Linked DNA regions of Mus musculus: region 2 is linked to region 1. The links are chromatin contacts, called in public HiChIP or PLAC-seq maps. All regions are on one chromosome and are shown on one strand. Each heading gives the region's core, a stretch centred on a gene start, on an enhancer-like site or on the middle of the called end of the contact. The rest is flanking DNA. Distances are from core to core; before and after follow the strand shown. Region 1 holds the start of Sipa1l1 (signal-induced proliferation-associated 1 like 1). Region 2 holds the start of Dpf3 (D4, zinc and double PHD fingers, family 3).

What was found. HiChIP or PLAC-seq counts read pairs in DNA pulled down with a chosen protein or histone mark.
Region 2: a contact with region 1 is called in an H3K4me3 HiChIP or PLAC-seq map of embryonic forebrain, with 3 times the contacts expected there. The contact joins the promoter of Dpf3 here to the promoter of Sipa1l1 in region 1. A contact is called at or near these places in 1 of 39 promoter capture datasets (embryonic stem cells) and 2 of 115 datasets of contacts at active chromatin or transcription factors (astrocytes and embryonic forebrain).

Annotation. Positions count from the first base shown.
Region 1 is chr12:82,309,645-82,313,820 of GRCm38.p6, forward strand. It overlaps Sipa1l1 (signal-induced proliferation-associated 1 like 1), which reads left to right and starts at 1,705. Exons shown (of 21, transcript NM_172579.3): 1 at 1,705-1,765.
Region 2 is chr12:83,485,529-83,490,008 of GRCm38.p6, forward strand. It overlaps Dpf3 (D4, zinc and double PHD fingers, family 3), which reads right to left and starts at 2,208. Exons shown (of 11, transcript NM_001267625.1): 1 at 2,149-2,208. The coding sequence starts at 2,180.

The DNA of each region.
Region 1 (4,176 bases), core at 455-2,954:
TTTCTTGCTGGTGCCAGTTGTGCGGTGGAGTGAACAGACTTCACTCCCATCCATACATTTTCTTCTCTTCTCTTTTTCTCTCTTGATAAAGCCTGATGAATGAAATGTAGCGTGCACTGTGGGGCTGTGGTCTGTGGTCCCTGGCTTCTGTGGAATCTACTTCTCCCAATCATTTGCTTGCCCCTCAGGAAATTACAATATTGAGTTGAAGCTTATGGTGAAATGGATTATCACAATTAATGTGCACTGAACCCAAGATGCAAGTTATGGAAAGTTTAGAAGTCAGAACTAGTCCAAGTCAGGGATGCTTCTTGAAAAGTTAAAGCTTTTTTTGTTTTTTTTTTTAAACAAACCATTAGTAATGTGACAAGACATACCACACCACAGTCAGGAGCAAGAGAGATATGAACACACTCATGTTGTCTGCTTCTCCTGTCTTCTAGGCTTTTTCTTACCCTATACAGTTCAGAGCTCCCTGACCAGGGACTGATGTTTTCCATAGTGGTCTGAGTGAGTGTCCCTTTATCAGTTGGCAGTCAAGGCCATCCTGCACAGACTTGCCCACACGCTAGTCTGATCTAAATAATTGCTCAATTCAAACTAGGTTCCCAGATTTTGGGAAGCTGGCATTCAAAACTAACCATCATAAGGTCCGTTTAATCGAGGGTGTGATTTGCTGTTGTGTTTTGCTGTTCTTCTTAATATTTTCCATGTTTGCTGCAGTGTTATCTGTGCTGATCCCAAACTCCTCGGCCTCCTAAAAGTGCCACCAAGGTGGGCTTCCACTGTACTGTTACTAGATCTCCAGGCTGGGCAGGGGCAGCACTCCTCTATTTCATTTGTGAATATTAAAAGCCATTCCAGTCTTCAAGAGTCTTTGCTGAGGCAGACATGTGCATTTTTTTTTAGAGAATTAGAAATTGAAGCTTATTTCCCAGGTTCATGCTCTATTAGGACTAGGTTCATTGGGTATTGGAGAGGTCAGGCTAACGGGCTTCTTACATTTTCTTTTAAATCTACATACTGTTTGAGGTTCATTTCTTATTCTTCTCTCTTTGTTTTAGAAGTCAACACTATTACTCAGTTGAAATGTGCTGCTTATTTTGATTTTGGAAAGTTGGATCTGTGGCTGGAGAAACAGTTCAGCAGCTAAGAGCCTCCTGCTCCTCGGAGACTCAGTCTGTTCCCAGCAGGGACTCCAGCTTCCGAGGGTCCAGTGCCCCTTTCTGACCTCCACAGGCACACACCACCCCACACGTGCGCGCGTGCGTGTGTTTGCATGTGCATGTGTGTGAGTGTGTGAAAGTAAAGAAAGAAAGCAAGCAAGCAAGAAAGAAAAGTCCAAGGCTGGGTGTGGAGCCCACAGCTTTAACTCTAGCACTCCAGAGTCAGAGGAGAATGTCTGAGTTTGAGGGCAGTCTGGTCTGCGTACCAAGTCCCAGGATAGGCAGGATAATAGAGAGAAATCTGTCTAGAAATAAATAAAAAACAAAGTTTGCCCTACAGTTGACACAGATGATCTTAGAAATATTTATAATGGGCTAGTATTGTAGACACCTCCACTTCTAACCCAATTAATGCTGCTTGCTTCATGAATGCCAGCCTGTTCACCTCAAAGATAAGTCCCTTGTCAAGACTGTGTGAACAGTGTAGTCTTGGTGGCCTTTCATATGCTCTTACAAAGTGTTTCTTGTTTGTTTGTAGGTCATATGTCATTAGTGTGGACGCTGCTGTCTTAAGTCTGTGGCCATGGCACCAGAACACAGTAAGTAGCAATGTTGCAAACTTTGGCTTTCTGGGTTTGAATATCTTCCTGGGGATGGAGCCCCCAGATGCATTCAGGCAAATGGACATTCACTTAGTTAAACCCCAATATGTATGTTTTGAGTTTCTAATTGCAGAGAAAGAAATATAAAACCAAGAAAAACAACTTAGTTTCCTCTTTTCACAGGGCATTCACTTTATTTCCTGGGGTTTAATTTTTTTACTTTCACATACAAAAACATGGTGATAGTCATGACCTGCATGTTCCTGTACACCCAGTGTTTGCCTGTAGTGGCCAGCAGAATGGGCAGCATGGCTGAACTGTGTCACTTATGCTGTCTATTCTTTGTGTTCGGGATCAGGGAGGCTGAGCACAGCTGAAGGGTGGACCTGCTGAGCTGTGGTCTCAAGCTGCCTGTCCACAACTGGCTTGCCAACTTTGGCTCCTTCATCAACTCTGAGGCAATGCCTAGCCAGGGGGATGGTCTCAGAAACAGCCCTAGTTCTAGTTCTAGTTCTAGTTCTAGTTCTAGCTCTAGCTCGTGAGACTCTGGGTGGGAGACCCTGTGGCAGGATTGCACCAAGAGACCCCAGTGGGTGACTCTGCAGCTCGAGACCCTGAGGCAGGTGTACCTAATCTTCTGGCGGAAGTCACCTCATACTTAGGACAGAGCTCAGGGAAACCTCCGCTACTCTCCCTGGATGTCACTGTATGCTGTTGTGAGGTCTGGTGTGGCTTTAGCCTGCTGGCTCCCAGCCCGAGCGAGAAAACCACACAGGATGGAAGACAAATCCAGAACCCAGGGCAGCCAGCCCTGAAGCCTGTCCCCTCTTGAGATACGCAGTGTTTGAGCCAGTCCATTTCCTTTCTGTTAAAGCCAGTTTGAGATGGGAGCCAAAACACCCGAATGATTCACTTAATCCCTACTTTATTTTTAGTAATCCATTAGTTTCCCCCAGGGACTGTGGGAGTAATTGCAAAGCAAGGCAAAATAATACCGTTAAATTAAACTGGCACGGCGTGGTGTTGACTGGCATCCTCTTTGCTCTCAGCGGGAGCTCTAGTGAGTTAGTATTCAGGATGGGAGGATAAACCTTGAGATGCGCGCTCTTTCTCTCTTCGTTTTCACCCAGAAGCTTGTGCCTCTTACTCAGCTGTCCACGGAGCCTAGGAAGCGCCTGGGCCCAGGCACCAGCCTTGCTCTCAGAGAAGATGTGTCTGCAGGCAGCGTGGACCTGTGCTATCTTCCTAGAACACATTGTACTCATGTTTTTAACACTTGTTTTTGATTTTAAAAATTAGTATGAGTGCTTCAGATATGAAAACAGTGTGAGGAAGAACATAATCCACACCCATCCATCTCTCCAGCACAGGAGACGTTTGTCCGTCCATCAAGCAGTTAAAACCCATGTTCCCCTCCTCTGCCCCCAGGAATCACAGCTCCACTTTCGTTTTCTATTGAGGTGGGTCTCCTGTATCTGAGGCTGGCCTTGGCCTTGCTGTATGGTTGAGGCTGGCATTGAACCCTGGTATTCCTACCTCTACCTCCCACTGAGATCACAGCACTGTTCTACCAGGCCTGATTTGTGTTTGTTTTAACTTCCAAAAAGAAAAGGAAAAAAAAAAAAAAAAAAAAAAAGCAGACGCCACACACTGTAAAAGCACAAGGAGGTTTACAAGAGATACAAGGTCAGTGTAAGGCTTTTGGTTTGGTCATAGGCACTTTGAAAGATGTGCTGTTAGTACATCCAGTGTTGCTCTGTGAGTCACGATGAGCATGGTGACAGCTTTTGTAGAGTGCACTCTCCAAAGCTCTTTCCTTGGCTGCATGGTCTGCTGCTCACTGACCCCTGCAGGTTTGGGTTCTCACAGGGTGCTATCACTATGAGCTTCTTACTTCCTTGGTAGTCTTCACCCTGTGGTCAGGGCATAGGCTGTGGGCAAACTTCATCTGTGCGTTTTCTGCACTGTAGCAGTATCTGGTGGCCTACAAAGCTTCCTTCTGGGCCCTCAAACTGACCACTTGGTCATTCTACTACTTTATCTGTGGCAGTGGTTACAGAAAAGATATCTCCCCGCAAGCTGACTGTAGCCACTCTGAAACAATACCTGTACCACTGGGAGCCTCTTCAGGAAGCTTCGATGTGCCCTGTTTCCTCTGGGAGCCAGTGTTGGGTCTTAGAGCCAGTGCTCTTGCCTTTGTTTGTTTTTAATTTTGTGTATGGTATTTGGTTTTGCCTATATGCATATCTGTCCACAGAGGCCAGAGGAGGATTATAGCCAGTTGTGAGCCGCCATTTGGGTGTCAGGAACCAAACCCTGGTTTTTGGCAAGAACAGCCAATGCTCTTAAACTTCAAGCTATCTCTCCAACTCCTAAATATAGCATTCTTGACAAAATGTAAACCACGT
Region 2 (4,480 bases), core at 958-3,457, 1.2 Mb after region 1:
AAAGGGGGCGGCTAATTATAAGTGACCATTCGACTTCCTCTGAGGAAAGGCAGACAGGGGTGTTGTGTGAGCGTCCGCGTGCGTGAGCCAAGACGGAGTTACAAATGCATCCCACGGCAAGTATTTCCAATTATTAAGGGATACAAGTGTAAATCTGAACTAGTTCTATTAACTGATTGGCCACCTTCTAGCTTCTCTGTTCCTTCTCCCCCACAATTTCTTATACATGCACTCTTCTGTGGAAAAAAAAAAAAAAAGTGGAAAGATCTGGGGGACCCAGGAGTGTGGAGCTCCTGCGCGCGCCCGAGCGTAAGCCCGCTCCCGGGCATCAAGGATGCCGCTTTGCCAATGAAGAACCCTGTACACATAGCAAATAGATCTCTCCGACTTGAGTTTACCAAGCAGCATCAGCTCGGCTACGTGATTTCGGCTGGAAATGAGGAAATTGCAAATCAGCTGTGTGTGGGTTCTGGAGAAACTCCCAGCCCCAGCGGTGTGGCGGCGGGAGTCGGCGAGGAGCGGGGAAGTTACGCCCATTTCTTCTGCCATAAAACAATTTCTCTCTTCGGTGAGACGCTGTCGCGAGTGCAAAGTAGCTGAGCTTCCGAACGAGAACGGGAGCCAGGAACTCGCATCAAGCTCAGCCTCCGTCTTTACAGCAATATCTCATGGAAACTCCAAGATCTGGGACATCCCTGCCCTATTCCTGGTTGTTGGCTGGTGCAAACGCAGCGGGTTCTCCCTACGGGTTTCTTGGCACTAGGAATCCCACGCACACTCTCTCGCCGCCGCCCTGCTGCTCCCCAAAGCGAACGGTGTTTTCGACTCCCATAGCCAGGGACGCTGTAGCGCGCAGCTAAAAGAGCCAAGATCGACCACTGACACACACCGGGAAGAATTGGCACTAAACACCCACGCTCACCCTCCGACTCCCACTGGCTTTCATCAGGGCGGGGAAGTCCTAGTACACCGGGCACCCACTGGGTGCCCACGCCGCGCCGCGATTCCCAAGGATCCACCCTCTGCCAACATGCCTGCCAATAGCGCCCCTTGAGAGCCACACTAGTTTTCCGAGGCCACCCCCGGCTCCGCGATCACCCGCGGACTTGCGGCTTCATATTCAGTCCACCGACTGGAAGAAGGAAGGAAGGAAGGAAGGAAGGAAGGAAGGAAGGAAGGAAGGAAGACCGGCGGGCAGGCAGCTCCGATCGGGAACCGGCCCCCGCGAGTCCTTGCGCAGCCCGCCCCCCTGTGTCCGCTCAAAGTCTCCGGGAGGCACCTGCCCCTCGCTGTCGCCAGAGCCCTCCACCGCCGCCTCCACCGCCTCGGCTTTTCACCCAGAGCAGGCAAGCACACCATTTATAAGACCTGCAGTTTCCCTGCCTCCATATCAACCCCAAGTTAACCCGGATCGTTAATTTACTAGAGCCAGTTAGCCTACAAATACACAGACACACCGGCGACCGCCCGGAGCGCCTGCCTGATCCCCGGCTGCCGGAGTGGAAAAGCCCGGGGCAAGCACCTGGGCCCCAGGACTCCCGGGACCCGCCGCTCCGCGCGCTGTCCTCCCAACTCCGGAAGGTTTACACAAACTCCCTGCGAGAGCTCGGAAGGCAGAGCGAACGCCCTGCAAAACTCCGCAGCCGCTGCGGTCCGTCTGCCCGCCTGGGTGGACGAGCAGCGGGGCCGGGAAGGTTCGGGCTTGGAGTGCAGGGCTCAGCCGAGCGCACGACGCGGTCTCTGCCCCGCGCTCCGGCCAGGCTCAGCCAACCCCGCGCTCTGGCCAGCCTCAGCCAGCTCCGCGCGGCGCCGGGAGAGGCAGGGGACTCCGAGAACCGTGAAGACCCGGGCTGCTCACGACCCCCGCAGCTCCTGAGCCGGCGCCGCCGCTCTGTGTTCCCTCCCGGTCCCGGTCAGCCAATTAAGCAGAACACAAATGTAACAATTTTCTTTTTGTTAATTGCATCTCCTGACATTTCTGCGCGCTGGGAGGAAAAAAAAAGATGAAGAAGTAAGAGCAGGAAGAAAAGAGGAGCCCGGGCGCAGCGGGAGGTGTCTGCGAGAGCCGGGCGCCGGCTGCGCTCCACAAGGCGCCTTTTTTTCATATTGAAACCACGCGGAATATGTACATTTTTTAGTCTTACTTACGCTTTCAGGGGGTTGTGAATGACAGTCGCCATTTTGCTACAATGTAACAGAATATTGTCTGTCTCAGAGTTCTAAAGGTTCGCTCAGGGGAAGCGGCAGGCCAATCAGAGCACGGGATACCGGCCTACCGGCCAATCGGCGCGGCTGGTCGCCAAGTGGGCGGGGCCTGCGTGGTGGTAGTTATTAGGGGAGCTGTCAAAGCCCAGAGGTCACTCCCTTTTGTAGAGCCCGAGAGCGAGCAGGTCTTAAAGGGGCAGTACCGTGTTAGTAGCGCCCTTTTAGATTGGAACTCGTGGAGACAACATGGGAGAGCATTCTCGCTTAGTTGGAGTCCCTACTTTGCTAAATAACTGCAGAGTTTGCGCTCCTGGACAAGAATATTTACATAGTGCCAACAAAACCACTTAACCCCATTCATTAGCTCTGGGCTTTGTAAATCACGGTTTTTAACCCCCGAGCTCCTTGTACACCACCGTGTTGCAGTGCAAAAAGTTGGAAGGCTGCAGTTTCCTCCAAGAAATTACTACTCGTGTTCCACTGTTTGCTAATAATGTTCTGGGTTCCGCGGCTGTTCAATATTCTTGTTCCCGAAGTGTTTTCTTGATCTCAGCCACCTTCCCCGGGCGGTTTCTGAGAACTGGAGAGTCCAGGACAGCAACTCCCTTCCTCCTGGAATGTCTCAGTGTCAGGCTTGCGGACAGCCACGGCTTTTGTTACGTAATTCACGGGTGGTCACTCCGCGCGGTCCCCTACGACCACCGTTCTCCACTGTCAACGATTCACACTGATCTGACATGGCCAGCTTGGGAGCGAAGTGAGACCTGGCGCTTTTTAGGCAGAAGGTTGGGGAAATTTTGAGGCAACTTTAGGAAACGCAGCTAGGGAAGTCAGTAACTATGCAAAAATTGTTAGAGCCTGAGGTAGGTGTTGCCTGAGTCCCCTCTGGGAACGGCTCTGAGAATTCAGGCGTCACCTTTCTGGACTAAGATAGGAGGTGAAAAGAATTTGCAAGTGAATGTTCAGACGTGACTCCTGGCTTCCCCAGTATGCGGCTGCTCAGAATCTGATAAACCCCAGAAGAAACTGAGAGACTTCTGCGAACTCAGACTTCCACGGAGCACAGGGAGACTCGGAGTGGGCGAAAACTCATGAAATCACTTAGAGGGCACAGGCATCGTTAGCTTATAGAAGCCGGGCTATGGCCCCCTTGGCTGTTTAATCAGGTCAAATAGCTGGGGGCTGGGAAGTGAAAAGGAAACCGAGAGATGCTGAATTGCAGTTCACAATTCCACCTGCTCTCGCCTTTTACGACTCTCGATGAATAAAGTAAAATACAATTACAAAGCAGTCCAGAACTTTCAGATTCCAGCTCCATTCACTATTAGAGTTACAGATAAGCCCAGCAAAGCTGAGTGAGTCTGTGCGTGCAGACTGGAAATATTTAACTCTTTGTTTGCCTAGTAGGGTGATGTTCTCCCACCCTCTCTTCTCGTTACAGAGTCTCATGTTGAGAAAACTGGCATTAATGAATTCTAAACAGAACCAGGTACAATGGTGCTCCCTTAAAGTTCAAAACCAGCCTGAACTACATATGGATACCCACCCCCCAACATGGAAACCCAGTCTCATCTCCCTGTCTCCCCACGCCCCCCCCCCAAATCGTATTGCCTTGGCTTTTGTACTTCATGGAATGTCATTTTAACTGTCAATACAATTCTGACTTTATAGTCACTTTTATCACTTCTGAGAAATATAGAGGTATTATTAACTTTGGGTTTTGTATCATAGATTAAAAGGACACAGATTTGGACCAAAATCTTCAAAAGCAAGGGACTTAAGAGTAAACATGCTTAAAGGAGACAGGAGCCTGGACCAGAATTAAAGTCTGGTGTTCAGCAGTGCTGTACAATAGTAATATAGACTCTGAAACCCATCTGTCTGCCCACCATTTGCCAGCTGGTGACATAAAGAATATAGGGAATCCCGAGAAGATGACAACAATGGGATAGAAATAATTCTCTTACTTCTGAAACGCATTGATTAGAGCAAACGAACAACATTGATAGCAATGTTTCCATGATTTAACTCCATAAACCTAAACCCTTCTTACTGGTTGTGATATCAAAACTTTTTTTTTAATCACACTTGGAGGGCTGGAGAGATGGTGTAATGGTTAAGAGCACACGTTGGTCCTTATGAGGACCTAGGGCAACCCCCAGCACCTGCATGGTGGCCCACAGCCTTCTAACAAGAGTTCCAGGGAAGATCTGATGCCCTCTCCTGGACAATGCAGACACCACGGGCATGCACATGGTACACAGACATACAAAAC